Regions from separate parts of the Salvelinus alpinus genome. Here region 2 is linked to region 1. The links are chromatin contacts, called in public Hi-C maps. All regions are on one chromosome and are shown on one strand. The core of a region is the stretch at or near the end of the contact, and the rest is flanking DNA. Distances in the headings are between cores, read along the strand shown. Region 1 holds the start of LOC139575029 (neurotrophic factor BDNF precursor form-like). Region 2 holds the start of LOC139575917 (vesicular glutamate transporter 2.1-like).

Evidence for each region. A called contact is a pair of places that touch in the nucleus more often than the background predicts.
Region 2: a contact with region 1 is called in a Hi-C map of red muscle, with 9 times the contacts expected there. The contact joins the promoter of LOC139575917 here to the promoter of LOC139575029 in region 1. A contact is called at or near these places in 2 of 3 Hi-C or Micro-C datasets (muscle and red muscle).

What each region holds. Positions count from the first base shown.
Region 1 is chr5:30,790,527-30,797,657 of SLU_Salpinus.1, forward strand. It overlaps LOC139575029 (neurotrophic factor BDNF precursor form-like), which reads right to left and starts at 2,655. Exons shown (of 2, transcript XM_071399952.1): 1 at 2,425-2,655.
Region 2 is chr5:31,229,326-31,236,456 of SLU_Salpinus.1, forward strand. LOC139575917 (vesicular glutamate transporter 2.1-like) reads right to left here and starts at 3,113. Exons shown (of 12, transcript XM_071401355.1): 1 at 2,586-3,113; 2 at 563-818; 3 at 1-24. The coding sequence starts at 2,659. LOC139575914 (anoctamin-5-like) reads right to left here. Exons shown (of 21, transcript XM_071401353.1): 21 at 4,258-7,131.

The DNA.
Region 1 (7,131 bases), core at 1,405-3,904:
ATATGCCCTAATATGAAGCGAGTCAGTGAGAAGGAGGTAGCCTGGGTTGAGGCTAATATTTTATTTAGGATATGCACCATTATTCTGCTTAGTGCCGGGTAGAATGATTCATGAATTGCGCATTCAAAAGTTCCATTTCGATTGGGAGACGGGATCCCGTAGCCTAGATTGTGTTGCAGTAAATGTAAAAAAATATATTTGAGTGATTCTAAAGGTTTTGTTTACGAGTTGCATTAAGCTTCCCTTCATGCATAGCCTTGGTAAGTCGCTCTGAACAAGAGCGTTTGCTAAATGTCTACAGCATAAACCTAAACGAGTGCTTTGCGTGTTTAATTTAAGGCTCCGTCATGCACTCATAGTACTGAGAAATATTGTAATCTGTATAAAAATATACATCCTTCAAACGAAACTTTCATGAGGTGAAATAGCACCTTGCATAAATCCATAAACGCTGACTGTTATCAATCAAATCAAATCAAAATAGTAAATTGGAAAATAATTAGCTGGATATAATTTCACGCAAATCAATGCACAATACCATGACGGTGCATTTGATAGGATCCAAGTTCAATTTGAAACCACAAAACAATATAGGCGATAATGACAAGGATGGCGGATGAATAACAATGAATCACAATGGAGGGAACTCTTACCTTTTCAAGGGCTGACAACCACTATCAGTGGTTAGATCTCCAAGACCAAGACTTGCATTTCCCAAAGTTAACGCTGTATACCAAGACTGGAGCTTGAAAAGAACGCACGCCCTATACAGCGGCTCTAAGATTTCAACTTTCACATGCTCTAAGTGGCGAGACAAATCTCAAAGCGCAAGCCCTTCATTGACACGCGCTTTTCTCCTGTTTTCCGTTATAGATCACAGGGCTCCCTCAGCATACGCTTACCAAAAGTTGAAAAAAATTCCCCAGCTTTGGTAAGGGAACAGCAAAAGAGAGTTGATGTCCACTTGGTGTTTTAGTCCATGCAACGACTCCGGTGCCTCTGTCCAACGTGCTGAAAGCATAACACAGCGAGGGTAACTAAGGGGGCAAAAAAAATCTATAGTTTTGTTAAGTGCCATTTGATACTGCTTTACTCTACTGCTTCCCAACGCCTTGTCACGTGAACGTTTTTCTCCCCAAGCCTGTCCTGTTAATATTTGATCACATGTTGGCCGGACCTTAAGAAAAACAGCACCTATACCAAAAGCCCCTAGTCACCACAAAGGCTCAATCAAATAGCGTCTCCAAATAGCTGTACACCTAACAATGCTGATCCTACTGCGTTATTGCCGCACTCTTCAAGTCATGTATAGGGCAGAACGACAGGTACACACATGTTGCTTTCATTGGCACCACACTTGAAAATAGGATATTCAATACATACCATAAAACCCTGGTTAGCAATATACACAACCTTAAAGTCCTGAAAGACAATACAGCACACTCGCACATTTCGCGCACAGATGATACAATATATCCCAATACATAATTTACCTGCATTTCTTGAGCTTAGAAATGACTTCCAATCTTTTTACAGAAGCTTTGCCAATATCATCCTTCTTAACAAACACATGGGTTTCTGTTGAGAGTTTCTTAAGTAGCCCACAGAGTCCATCCCATCATCCAGCTAGCCTATATTAATTCCCGGATTAAATCGCAAGCATTGCTATTTCTTGGATACCATTCCTGTTTCGATTGTATTTCCATGTTACTTACCATTTTCCTCAACGCTGTCCTGGAGATAGAAGTGTCTTAATATCCACTCACTCCAACAGATGCTGGTAGGTAATGTGTCTTGTTTGAAGTCATCATATGAGAACTTCTGCTGTGCTCAGTAGATCGCCCACCACTTCGGTGACTTATCAATCTAATAACCCTTTGCAATCTCCGCGTGCTTAAACTCTGTAACACCTTGGTGGCTCTACAGTCAGGACAAACAACAACCAGCCGCGATTTTCACAAAAGCCTGTATAGATAGAAAGACAGATATACGCAATACCCTCTCCCGGACAACGCCATTAGAGGTCTTACGTGATTGAAATAAGCGAAGGCAGTCAAGTTTATGAGGGACCCTAAATGACCACTCAATTAATACAATCTCAGTTCTTTAAATTAGGCTATGTTTGCACAATAATATTGAGCCCCCCTAACAGTTGTACAATATAAGACATATGTACGAAGTAGCCTAGGTTATATCTTTCGCTGCCTATCTATTGTTACCACTCAGGCAATATTACGCAAAGCCCGCACAACTTTGAACATTTCTATTTTTTACAATCAGAGGTGGGATGATACCGGATAAGACAAACATTTCTCAATCGTTTATCGTCCCTCTCGCTATTGAGATGATGTTCTTTGAGAACTTGTTGCTGCTAAAAATAAAACTAGCGTTGAGGACGAAACAGAGCCAGACTCATATACTTACATTTGCAATATACTGTTATTTGCTTCGTTTTCAAATGCCTAGAAAAATCAGAAGTGAATCCACGTCTTCAAGTAGTCTAGGCTATGCCCTAAACTTCTAGATATGTTTAGGTATTTTGCTGTAGCCCACAACTCAATGGTTTAAATCCTAAATGTTTCAGTTTACAATCATTAATTCCAAGTTCAAACGCGATATCTGTTTTCAGTAAAATTCCATCAGTTGCACCGCGAACACTCAGCGATCTAATTGTTATGCAGTGACGAAGCGCTATGCTTGGGGTATTCGTCACACCTGTGACACTCGTATATGCGCTACAAATGTACTGGTAAGTAACATGAGTAATAGGAGATATTTGCCCAACTTTGAACCAGGATTCGAACTATCTAGGGAGTTGTAAAATAAGTGAAACAGAATGGTATTAATAATTCGTCGCTCATGGCAAATACTGTTGGAATGGTAGCCTATGGCTACATTAGATCTCTAGCACATGAACACACACAACAAATAGGCTACGTGGACTGTCGGACTAATTAGACAACTAGGTTTAACAATGTAACACACTACTCAATCAGATGGCTGTACCTGAAAACACGATACCACTGACACTTGCATGCATGGTAACCCTCCCCTAAGTCTAATTCTGTACATACTGTATGTCTATTTTAACTTCCAGTCCAAGGGACCACTTCTAGGGTAAAGAGAGATAGCATTCCCCAGGTACACATCCATAAACTCCATCAACCTGTGTGTGTGTGTTTGTGTGTGTGTTACTGTGTGTGTGTATTTGGGGTGGGTTATGGAAGTCAAGAGGGCTTTGCAAGACTATGAAGTCCCTGAAATCAACTCGATACCTTCAAAAACATCACTTGTGCACAATCAGATGCCACTTATTCTTTTTACAGAAAATGTTTTTTTTACATAGCTCATCACATATCAACTAAAAGTGGATGTAGTTTCCATACCTGTTCTACAGCAAGGCTATTCCCTAAGACTTTTTTTGTTTGGCAAAAATAACAGCACCCAAAAATAAGTCTCCCTCCATGGCAATGGATACTACATTTTCATTTTTAATTCTCACTTACTTTAGACGCCGATCAACTCCGTGCTAAATTAAGGCAAACTGTGGATGAACCACACATTATTAGATCACTAAGTTTGATTAGTAGTAGCCCTCCCACAAGCACATAGCATAGCTCTCTAGAAGGTGGTACACTAGAATGTACTTCACCCGTCACCTCTCCGTCTTCTACCGTCATCCTACTCTCAGTCCTCCATAGTCCTCCTCATAACATGGCAACTTGACTTACATCTACTTGTTATGTTGTTAACGCTTCTTCTGCTCCCACAGCTTTCACACACTCTGCCACTGACTCATGCTCGCCCCTTTTCCACTATCCATGCCCTCCCCCGCACTCTGCACCACAATATCTTATGGCTCACTCCGAGGTCACCAATTGATCGCTTGATTCCTGGACTGCATGTTAGTTGGCATGGCATTCTCCCCTATGCCATGTGCCCTCCCCAACAATATCAGTCACCTCCTGTCTACAAAACATGCACATGACTTTAAGTGTTGTAGATGAACTGGTTTGTTAGGAATAATCTCTTATCTTTCCAAGCTGTGATTGGACAGATCCAAGACGGATCAACACCAAGACCATTCCAGGAAGTGATTCCTACAATGGGGCCATGTACCAAGAACTTCATGTTTAAAGCAAAACAGGTCAGTGAACAGCAGGGACCGTACATTTAGCAATCTTGAAACAAAAGTCCCAAAGCAATTAAAACAGATCAGGCAATGTTTCATTACAGCATATTCACTATGCACACAAGAGGGAACTCAGTTTCAGTCAGCACAAAAACTCAGTATGAGCAAAAAACATTGTAACAAACATATGATAACTTGTTACTCCGAGTCAACACATTGATATGATACATTTCCAGTTCCTGAATCCTCAACGAACAGAAACTAGACCTACTCCTGTGATAACTACTCACAGGTCCCACCATTATGCATTCTTCACAGGGTCAGGGACGGACTGGGACCTGAAATCGGCCCAGGGATTTCTAACACACCGGCCCATTTTTTTCCTGCGAGGCTCATTATTAGCCAAGTAATGATAATTCTGTACAAAACCCCCTATTTAGACCTGCCCACTGCTAAAGCTGGACCAGACCATATGGCATTTGCCCTAACTGCCCTATGGCCAGTCTGTTTCTGCAGGGGGTGAGCAACTCTTCACCTGCAGCATCATCAACTAACTACCTGTAGGTTCTCTATCCAGGATTCTCTCGTCTCATACAATAGTCACTAAGGCTTTAGTTTTTTGTTCATTTTATAGCAACAGTACATAGTTTTGAGTTGCGATATCATTTTTACCCTGATTTGATCATCAAAATCAAACCAATAGATCCACTGTCTTTAGTAGAATTCAATCATGTTTTAAAAATTGTTTGTGGGTTTGTAAGATCATTTCCTCAATAGATTCCTCATGCATTATTACTTATGCATGTAGTGCAGTCCTTAGAGATGTGTGATTACATTGGGTTTCTCTCAGTATGCTCCAACAGGTGAAATAGTGTTAGTATTGCAGGGCTAGCTTGGAAAATGCTAGGCCAAAATACAATCCTTAGCTTGTTAACCTGTAGCTATTTATTTAGAATGTGTGTTTCTTTATAGTTTAACATGTGTTTTAGGTCATCCGGCTTTCTTGTTTACGTCTGTTAATTACATTTGGGCATAGCCTGGTCTCTGAAATCATTACTAAATGTAAAGTGCCCGCCTACATTTTATTTGTCCATCAGCATTTTCCTTCGTTGCCTGTAACGACAACTATTATGGGTGGATGGGTCCTAAGAGGACTGCGTATCATTACTCTGTCTCGATCTTTGTTCCATAAATATTGATAATGAGTGCCTCACGTCACGAGTTACTAGTACCTGCGCTAAAAATAGCGTACACACTGATGGCGGGATATCTCTAACCCTCAGATCCCAGTCCATCTCTTCAACTTCTCTCCCCATGTCTCTGTTTACAGGATGTTAGGCTCTACAGATGAGCGCAGACTGAGCACATGGATTGCACAATTACTAGCATGACAGTGAAACTGTTTCACTCCCTTTTTATTTACCATTAAGAATCCAATATGCAGAAAGAGTAGGTATTTTCCTGCCGAAAAAGAAGGTCCCGAGAGAATTGTTTTAAATTATGCTTTTGTAACTCAGACACCCCTCTCGTATTTCGACTGCCCTTTAGGAAGAGAACACTAGCAAAACCTATTTATCTTCTCATCACGGTGTGCTGAACTCTTTGTAGTTATTCTCTGTCATGCTGCACTGCAACATCAGAATCAATATAGGTTTATCAGATTACATGTCCCCTCCCCAGTCTACCTGCTAGTGTCATACCCAAGTCATATTCTGTTGGTCCAACTTGTAACATAAAGTTACTGGCCTTCATGGCCAAAACCCTAAGGTAACCACAATGATATGGGGTAAAATAAAATCTATCTAGATGAGGAACAGGAATGGTCGGCATAGTCATTAATGACTGTCAGTCATTTCCTTCATAACAATGTATGTTTTTACTCTGTCTTAACTCTCTTCCTTGTTGTTGTCAAATCCCACCGGGCACAGACGTCAGTTCCACTAACATTAATTCAATGTGGAATCAACAATAAATGTCACCATGACGTTGGATTTAGGTAAAAAGTTGGGTGAAAAAAAGTACTTTTTGAAAATCCAATCAGTTTTCAACATTGATTCAAAATCATCACATTTTTGTTGTTGTTGTTGAAATGACGTGTAAAGAACGTTGATTCAACCAGTTTTTGCCCAGTGGGGTGATGTGTGTTTGTTCATGGCTCTGCAAGGGCCTGTTGCATGCTGGCAGCTCTGAGCTTGTCATAAATCATACTCTGTCAGGTTTGCCTGAGCTCATCACTAAATAGCAGCATTTCAGAACCAACCATGTACATTTCAAAAGAAAGTAAATATGCATGTTGCTATTACTTTGTGGCTTTTGCAAGTCTGTAGAGCTTCTTGCCCTCTCCCTGAGCTGAGGGTAAGAATGAGCACACCCATTTCACTAGGGTAAGAGTTGCTCCTCTTAATGAACAACATATACAGACAGATACAGTGATGGTATTGCTCAGTCCAAAAGCAGTAGTTCATTGGCCCATGTATGTGTACAAAGAGGTAGGTGTACATTTGAATAAGTACATTTGCATACTGTTCCTTAGCCAGGCCAAAGGCATTGCAGGCTTCCGTGGAGTGCTGACCTGATCATTTGCATTTATGACTAGCCTGACAACCCCTGCAGTCCATTACACCAATTGAAAAAAATAACTACCTGAAGTGCAATAGATTGACCCTCAATTCTTACAATATAATGATATTAGTCCAGTAGTCAGAGACACTGTCTTCCATACTCATGGAAGTTTCTGCTGGGGGCCAAGTTCAAAGCTAACTACTCCCATTACAAATAAGTGAGAGAAATAATGGTCATACCATCCCCTTTTCAGCACCCAACTTTCACACCCCTAAAAGCTATCTGTTACGCCATCTTAAGCCCTCACTCTATTCACTGGAGTAGGACTCATAAGTATACTTTTGTCAATGCTATGGGAAAAGCAGTTTAGGGGTCATGATCGGTTGGGCTCTATTCATGATATTGTTCACAGAAGGCAGCTGAGATGAGAGAAAAAC
Region 2 (7,131 bases), core at 1,863-4,362, 440 kb after region 1:
TGGGTCCCAGTTGAACTTCGCTTTCTTTCCAGTGAAATAAAAACAAAGACAACAATACAAACCATAAAAAATCGATGAAACATAATAAATCCTCTTCACATGTATAATTTCATTATAATTCAATACAATAATTAACAAAACGTATAATACCGTATAATAACCGTAATAACCAAAGCATAAGGCTCTCATATCATAACAGTAAATAAGCATATAGTGACTAGCAGAAATGTGAGCTATAATCACTACTATCATATACGGTACCCAATTCCGATGTGTAGGACACACAGGCTAAATGCTGTGTTATTATGGGATACAATAGTTTATGGTTGTGGCATACCTATTATGGCTGCACTGAAAAATAATTAGATAATCTCGCTAGAAAACCAATACATTAAGGGAAATGTTCTGTATCTGCCTTTGCCTATTTTTTATTTTCAATATAAGGTCAGGTCAAGTGTGAGAAGATTAGGAGACCTCCAACATCTGGACTATTTTTAGGGTCGACAAATTAGGGATGGCGGTGACACGATGTTGACGTCAGTAAAGTGTGCACCACACACACCTCTGTGATGATGATCTTCCCATCTTTGTGAATAGTGCTGTTGTTGACCATTCCCACGATGGCCACGCCCAGATTGCATCGGATGCCGAAGGAGATACAGAAGCCTAGACCGCTCATGATGGCGATGATGTATCGACGGGGCAGCCCAAAACATGTGCAGTCGCACAGAGGTGCTTTCTTCTCCTGGGCCTCAGAGGGCCTGCCGTCCTCTGTTAGTTCGATAACTTCACCAGTTCCCTGTCGCTTCTCCATCACCCTTCAAACAGCCAGATAAAAAGTCATCAAATTTCCTCGGTTAATCAGCCTCAAATTAATAGATTAGCCTACGTTTGATATTTGAATGTTATGAAATATAAAGGCATTTTAGTGTAGCAAAAATTCAGGCCTGCAATTAAGTTAAATGATAGACCTACATGCCTATATATTATAGCCTGCAGCCTTCAAAATATGGCCTGCATCATGTCCAATAATAGTCTTTAAAATTTAGAAGTTTTTGAAAATAAGGAAGAAGACTGATTTCTATTTTAAAACCATCTTCTTTGGATAGCGTACTGAAACATCATTTTATTAGGTCATCTAGGTCTGCATTACATATCTATGCCTATTCAATCCGTTGTTTTATGAGGATAGTGTATTCGCCCCAACGACTGGGGGCGCTATTTGATGAATGATAACCAACATGATTCAGAACATGATAACTAACATGATCCAGAAAATGTTTTAGTTTTTTCATTAAACGAAAAGTCTACTTTAGCAAGGTAATTGAGCAACTATTAATAGAAAATAGTGCTGTATGTTAGCGGCACCAGGTTCAATCTCATCGAATGCCAAAAAAAGCATCGTAGATTGGAGCAAGAAGCGAATGAAGATGCCTCCACCGCATTGCAGCAACCGCTCACCTTCACCCTCATTTGCATTCACGGTTTGGGCAGTTGCTCATCTCTCCAGGCAAACATTCACGCTGCGGTTTCAAATGCATTTATGACCATATGCACAATTCATTCGTTTGCCAAATAAAGCTTAGCCTACAGTTACAGTATTAGGCCTATACCTAAAAAAAATGATGTGAAATCGGCATAAGGAAAAAATTATAAGAACTCTATCTTATTCACAACGGCACTGTAACAATGACGAATGCTAATTATGCACTCCTGTTTAGAAAATACATTTGGAATATCAAAACTACTGCACATAATGTGTAATTTACATGAACTACATTAAGGTGATCATTTCGTTATGCCGAACGAAAAATACATATTTTTTACGCAATAACATGTAACTGTTATTTCATACAGACTAAGTTTAAAGTGGGATTTGGAATCCAAATAGGCCTATCGAAGGAAGCAACAATGAATCGAAAAAAAATTCTAACCAAAACGAAATCTATTCATTTAGAGCTTCAACAATACATTTATTGACAGTATGCTGCAACTACAAGCATCAGAATATATGTCTGAATGAAGGCCTTGCCACTTAGCAAGACAAATCAGTTAGACGTTTAGACTAGTAATAAATCGATACCCATCCCGTAAATAATGAAATAGATACCCTCCCACAACTACAGGAAGTTTTCTGTAAAATATTTAAAATATTACAGGGACGCAGTCACAAGCCAGTTGCAAACGAAGATAACACTCCGTGGATTTTTTAAAATCTAATCGCATACATACTAGGCTAGTTCACGGCAAATGCTTTTCATAGCTATCTGTTTAATGCGTGAATGTATTAGTGACTTTTTCCACATGCATCAAGGTCCTTCCTGTGCTTTCACGAGGTTATACAGAATTGCATAATTTTCCCACTACGTCTATTAGAGGCGTGACCATGACTGCAAGCTGTTTGAGATAAAAGTAAAACACTTCTCGGCATAGGATAGGAACGTACAGTAAGTAGTCTACTACCATTACACCACCATATTACACCACCATATTGTAGGCCTATCACTTGAAAATACAGAAATCATAACCAGCCCTATGTTTAAACATGGGCTAGCCTGCATATAAAACAGAATTTCAACACCTACTTGTACATCTGCCCCAGGGTCTTCGCCCCAAATTCCTTTATCCCCTCTTTGGCTCTCATCTTGACGGACTCCATATCCAAATGTAATGTTTTTCTCAAAAATGTCTATTGTTTAAGCTTCATGTTACGGTACAATGTGACCGAACAAACCGGTGAAGCAAGCGATGTATATGATTATTTGATAAGAAAAACAGACAAGATCTGTAGCCTATCACGCGTCGATCGCTGTAAAACGCCTACATATGAGAGAAATCAGATGAGCTCTGATTCCCCATTCACCATTATAAACTCATCGTTCGCCTCACGTACAAGTGCATGCAATGCCATCGTAATGAAAATCTACAGATAATTCATAAAGCGAACGAAAGAGAAAAACGTTAGAAGCGTCTACGGTGATAACCATATCATTTTAAACAAAAAAAACAATCAGTAAAAGCGGGAACTAGCGGTGTGTGGAGTTGCTTCTATAAACCACAGAGCTGGGCTTGCGCGTCTCATGTGGAGACCGCCAGCTTTTCTGACGTCGCGAGAACCTCTGGCTGTTCAGCACCAAGGTCAGCGACAGCCTCGTGCACACTATCTGCGCGTGGTGCACGCCGCATCCCCATTACTGATCACCAGAGCGATATTCAATATAGCCTACTGTCCTGAAAGCTATTGTTGTTATACTGTAATCGACTGATTTAGGGAGTGGTTCAGGCTGGAATAAGAAAGGATGGTTTGATTGCATTTGGAAATCATAACCTTACAAAGTGTGAGGGCAATGCATGGTGACATTACAAACGCAAGTCATTTCCAGTTTTACAACCTTTCCCAATGTTTGTTTTTATACCAGACATGAAGTCTACATGTAGCCTACATAAAATACTGTCTTAGCCTCCGGAGGGCGGTGCTATGGAAACCAGACGAGGGCTTGATTCCCTTCGTATGAGCTCTCGTGAAAACAGGAATTCATCAATAATTTAGGCATCCCCCACACATACACTTTCACCCACCTCTCTCTCTCGCTTGCTCACACACACACACACACACACACACACACACACACACACACACACACACACACACACACACACACACACACACACACACACACACACACACACCACTGTAACTATAACATCAAAGGGTAGAAGGGTAGAATATGGAGGCTACTCCATGCATATTCATTGAAACAATGTTGCAAATAATAAAATCATTGATCCATGTTTTTGACTATTTCGAGAGAATTGCGGTTCCACCACAATTCATTCTGAAGTTGGGTCATTGTGAAATATTAAAATGTGAGAGCCAGACACCTTTGAGAGACACATGGGGATTCTGAAATAAACTGGCACCTACCTAATGCTAATACAATATAAATGGATTGAGGCACTGATGCCATCTGGCGGGCACTTACTATAATTCCTATCAGGTTTTTGCATTAGGCCAATGAGACATCCTCGACGTACACTGGCTGGGTGTGAAATCGTGACGATCAACTTTATTTAAAAAACATGATATTGACTGTTATTTGTCAAATATTTGAAATATTTCTCATATGAATAGGCTACTATTGTCATGCCTGTATTATTCTATTCTATACATGTTTGTTTGACAATATTTTTGAACAACTGTAAATACATGTGAATTTGAGATTTCTTAGTTATACAGTAAATTGTAGAGTGCACACATTTAAAATCCTGAAATATTTTATTTAAAGCAATTACATTATCAAAATGTTGTTAATAAGTTCAATAGCCTTTCAAGGAAAACAAGCAAGACACGACATATTTAGACAACACAGACTATGATATAAAAACATATGAGTTTCGAAACATCATAGGAATAGAACAATAGAAAGTTATTGTTTTTGAAGAACATCCCAAAAAGTAAACATAGACATTTAAGGCATTGATCTACTGGTCATGTACTATGGCTTCCACCCTGCATGCAAGAAGGACATGAGGAGTCAAGAGTCTCCCAATGGATTTTGTCTGTATGGCTGAGAGTGGTGTTAGTCAAGCACTGGGATATTGACAAGCCTGAGATGGTACATCACTATGTGACTTTGAGGTTGAAGTTATACCAAGTAAAATCATCCAAGGGTATAGTGTCCACCTTCAGCATGAGAGGCTATTAACATTTACAAAACAGATTAGTTCAAAACAGATGAACCTAGAAAAAGCCTACAGAATCAAAACTGATCAATAAACTACAGAAATACCTAATCTTACATTGAGTAAACTATCCTTTACAAATGTAATCTGTACAACAATCTAAATAATAAGTGGGTTGTTTACTGAAATTAATGTGGCAACTACTGTACATATCCCAACATTCTTCATGTGTATACTGGCTGTGATAAAATAGTGTGAATTTATTGCTGTAAAGTGGACAGTTCACTCATGTTGTTAAAATATGCATGTCTCCTTACATTGAATGTCTATGGGACACGAGATTGTGATGCATACTCTGAGTCTATATACTGTATAGCTAACACCTCTGTTTGCACAAATCACACTACAGTAACTTGAAATCGATTCAATAAGCTACAGTCCCTTTTGAAGTTGAATTTCATAACAATTGTTTTGAAACATGTAATCTAAAGTCAACTTTCCTTTTAATATGAGACCATCCAGACATGTTGGAATGATTGACATTAAACAGTAATAATGTAGTGGAGTTTTCTGTCTGAAAGACTCATTGGCTAAATCAAATCAGTCCCATATAAGTGCTCTGTGCTAAAACAAAATTAAAAAGAGAAGGCCATCCATTGTGCTACGGAGTACAGACACAGAGTATGACAGAAAAAGCAGACAGGAATGATCAACTTAACTTAAGTGAGTAATGACTAACAGGGCTGAGGAATTTGATTTTCCTGCTTACAATGAGTTTGATAAGTGTCAAAATAAAGAGCAGATAGATACATGTGCGAGTAACACAGGCAAAAACACATTTGCCTCCCACACCAGAAGAAATCATATGTACAAGATGCATATCTCGCCATAAATCTAAATAAGAAAGAGGAATGCAACCCCAAAAACATGGCTAATATTTTGTCTGGTATGACTTAATATGCCACTCAAAACATTTCAAATGGAGTGTAGATTATATCCACTGGAAAGGGCTCTATCAGACCAAACATACACTACCGTTCAACAGTTTGGGGTCACTTAGAAATGTCCTTGTTTTTGAAAGAAAAGCCATTTTTGTCCATTAAAATAACATCAAATTGATCAGAAATACAGTGTAGACATTGTTAATGTTGCAAATGACTATTGTAGCTGGAAAAGGCTGATTTTTTATGGAATATCTACATAGGCGTACAGAGGCCCATTATCAGCAACCATCACTCCTGTGTTCCAATGGCACGTTGTGTTAGCTAATCCAGCATCCCGGAGTCGCCTCTTCATTGTTGACGTTGAGGCTGGTGTTTTGCGGGTACTATTTAATGAAGCTGCCAGTTGAGGACTTGTGAGGCATCTGTTTCTCAAACTAGACACTCTAAAGTACTTGTCTTCTTGCTCAGTTGTGCACCGGGGCCTCCCACTCCTCTTTGTATTCTGGTTAGAGCTAGTTTGCGCTGTTTTGTGAAGAGAGTAGTACACAGCGTTGTACGAGATCTTCAGTTTCTTGGCAATTTCTCACATGGAATAGTCTTCATCTCTCAGAACAAGAATAGACTGACAAGTTTCAGAAGAAAGGTTTTTGTTTCTGGCCATTTTGAGCTTGTAATTGAACCCACAAGTGCTGATGCTCCAGATACTCAACTAGTCTAAAGAAGGCCAGTTTTATTGCTTCTTTAATCAGGACAACATTTTTCAGCTGTGTTAACATAATTGCAAAAGGGTTTTCTAATGATCAATTAGCCTTTTAAAATGATAAACTTGGATTAGCTAACACAACGTGTCATTAGAACACAGGAGTGATGTTTGCTGAGAATGGGCCTATGTACACCTATGTATATATTCCATAAAAAATCTGCCGTTTCCAGCTACAGTAGTCTTTTACAACATTAACAATGTCTACACTGTATTTCTGATCAATTTGATGTTATTTTAATGGACAAAAAATGAGATTTTCTTTAAAAAACAAGGACATTTCTAAGTGACCCCAAACTTTTGAACGGTAGTGTATATACAGTAGACGTTGGGGTGTATTACCCTCTTGGACCATTACAGTAGCTCTATCTATCTAGCATTACCCAGCTGAGAGAAACCGTTTTTAAAAGGGCCACTGCAGTCAAAATGCTGTTTTTCCTGTGTTTTATATCGCAATTGTACAACAGCTGATGAAAAAAACACTCTAAAAGTGTGAAAAAATGTGATCAGTTATTTCCTGATATTTGCTGGTTGAACATACAATATACACAGGACCTCCTAATCATCAGGTTTGCATGGATGGGAGTTTCAGCTTTCCATGGTGACATCACCAAGTAGTAAATTGGTTGATGGACAGATACAAAGAAAGTTCCAAACCTCTCTGCCAATAACAGCTAGTTTTGAGTTTCCCCCTCCCCACTCAGACTACTCCCAGACAGTCCTAGCAAAATTCTTGCTTGAAAA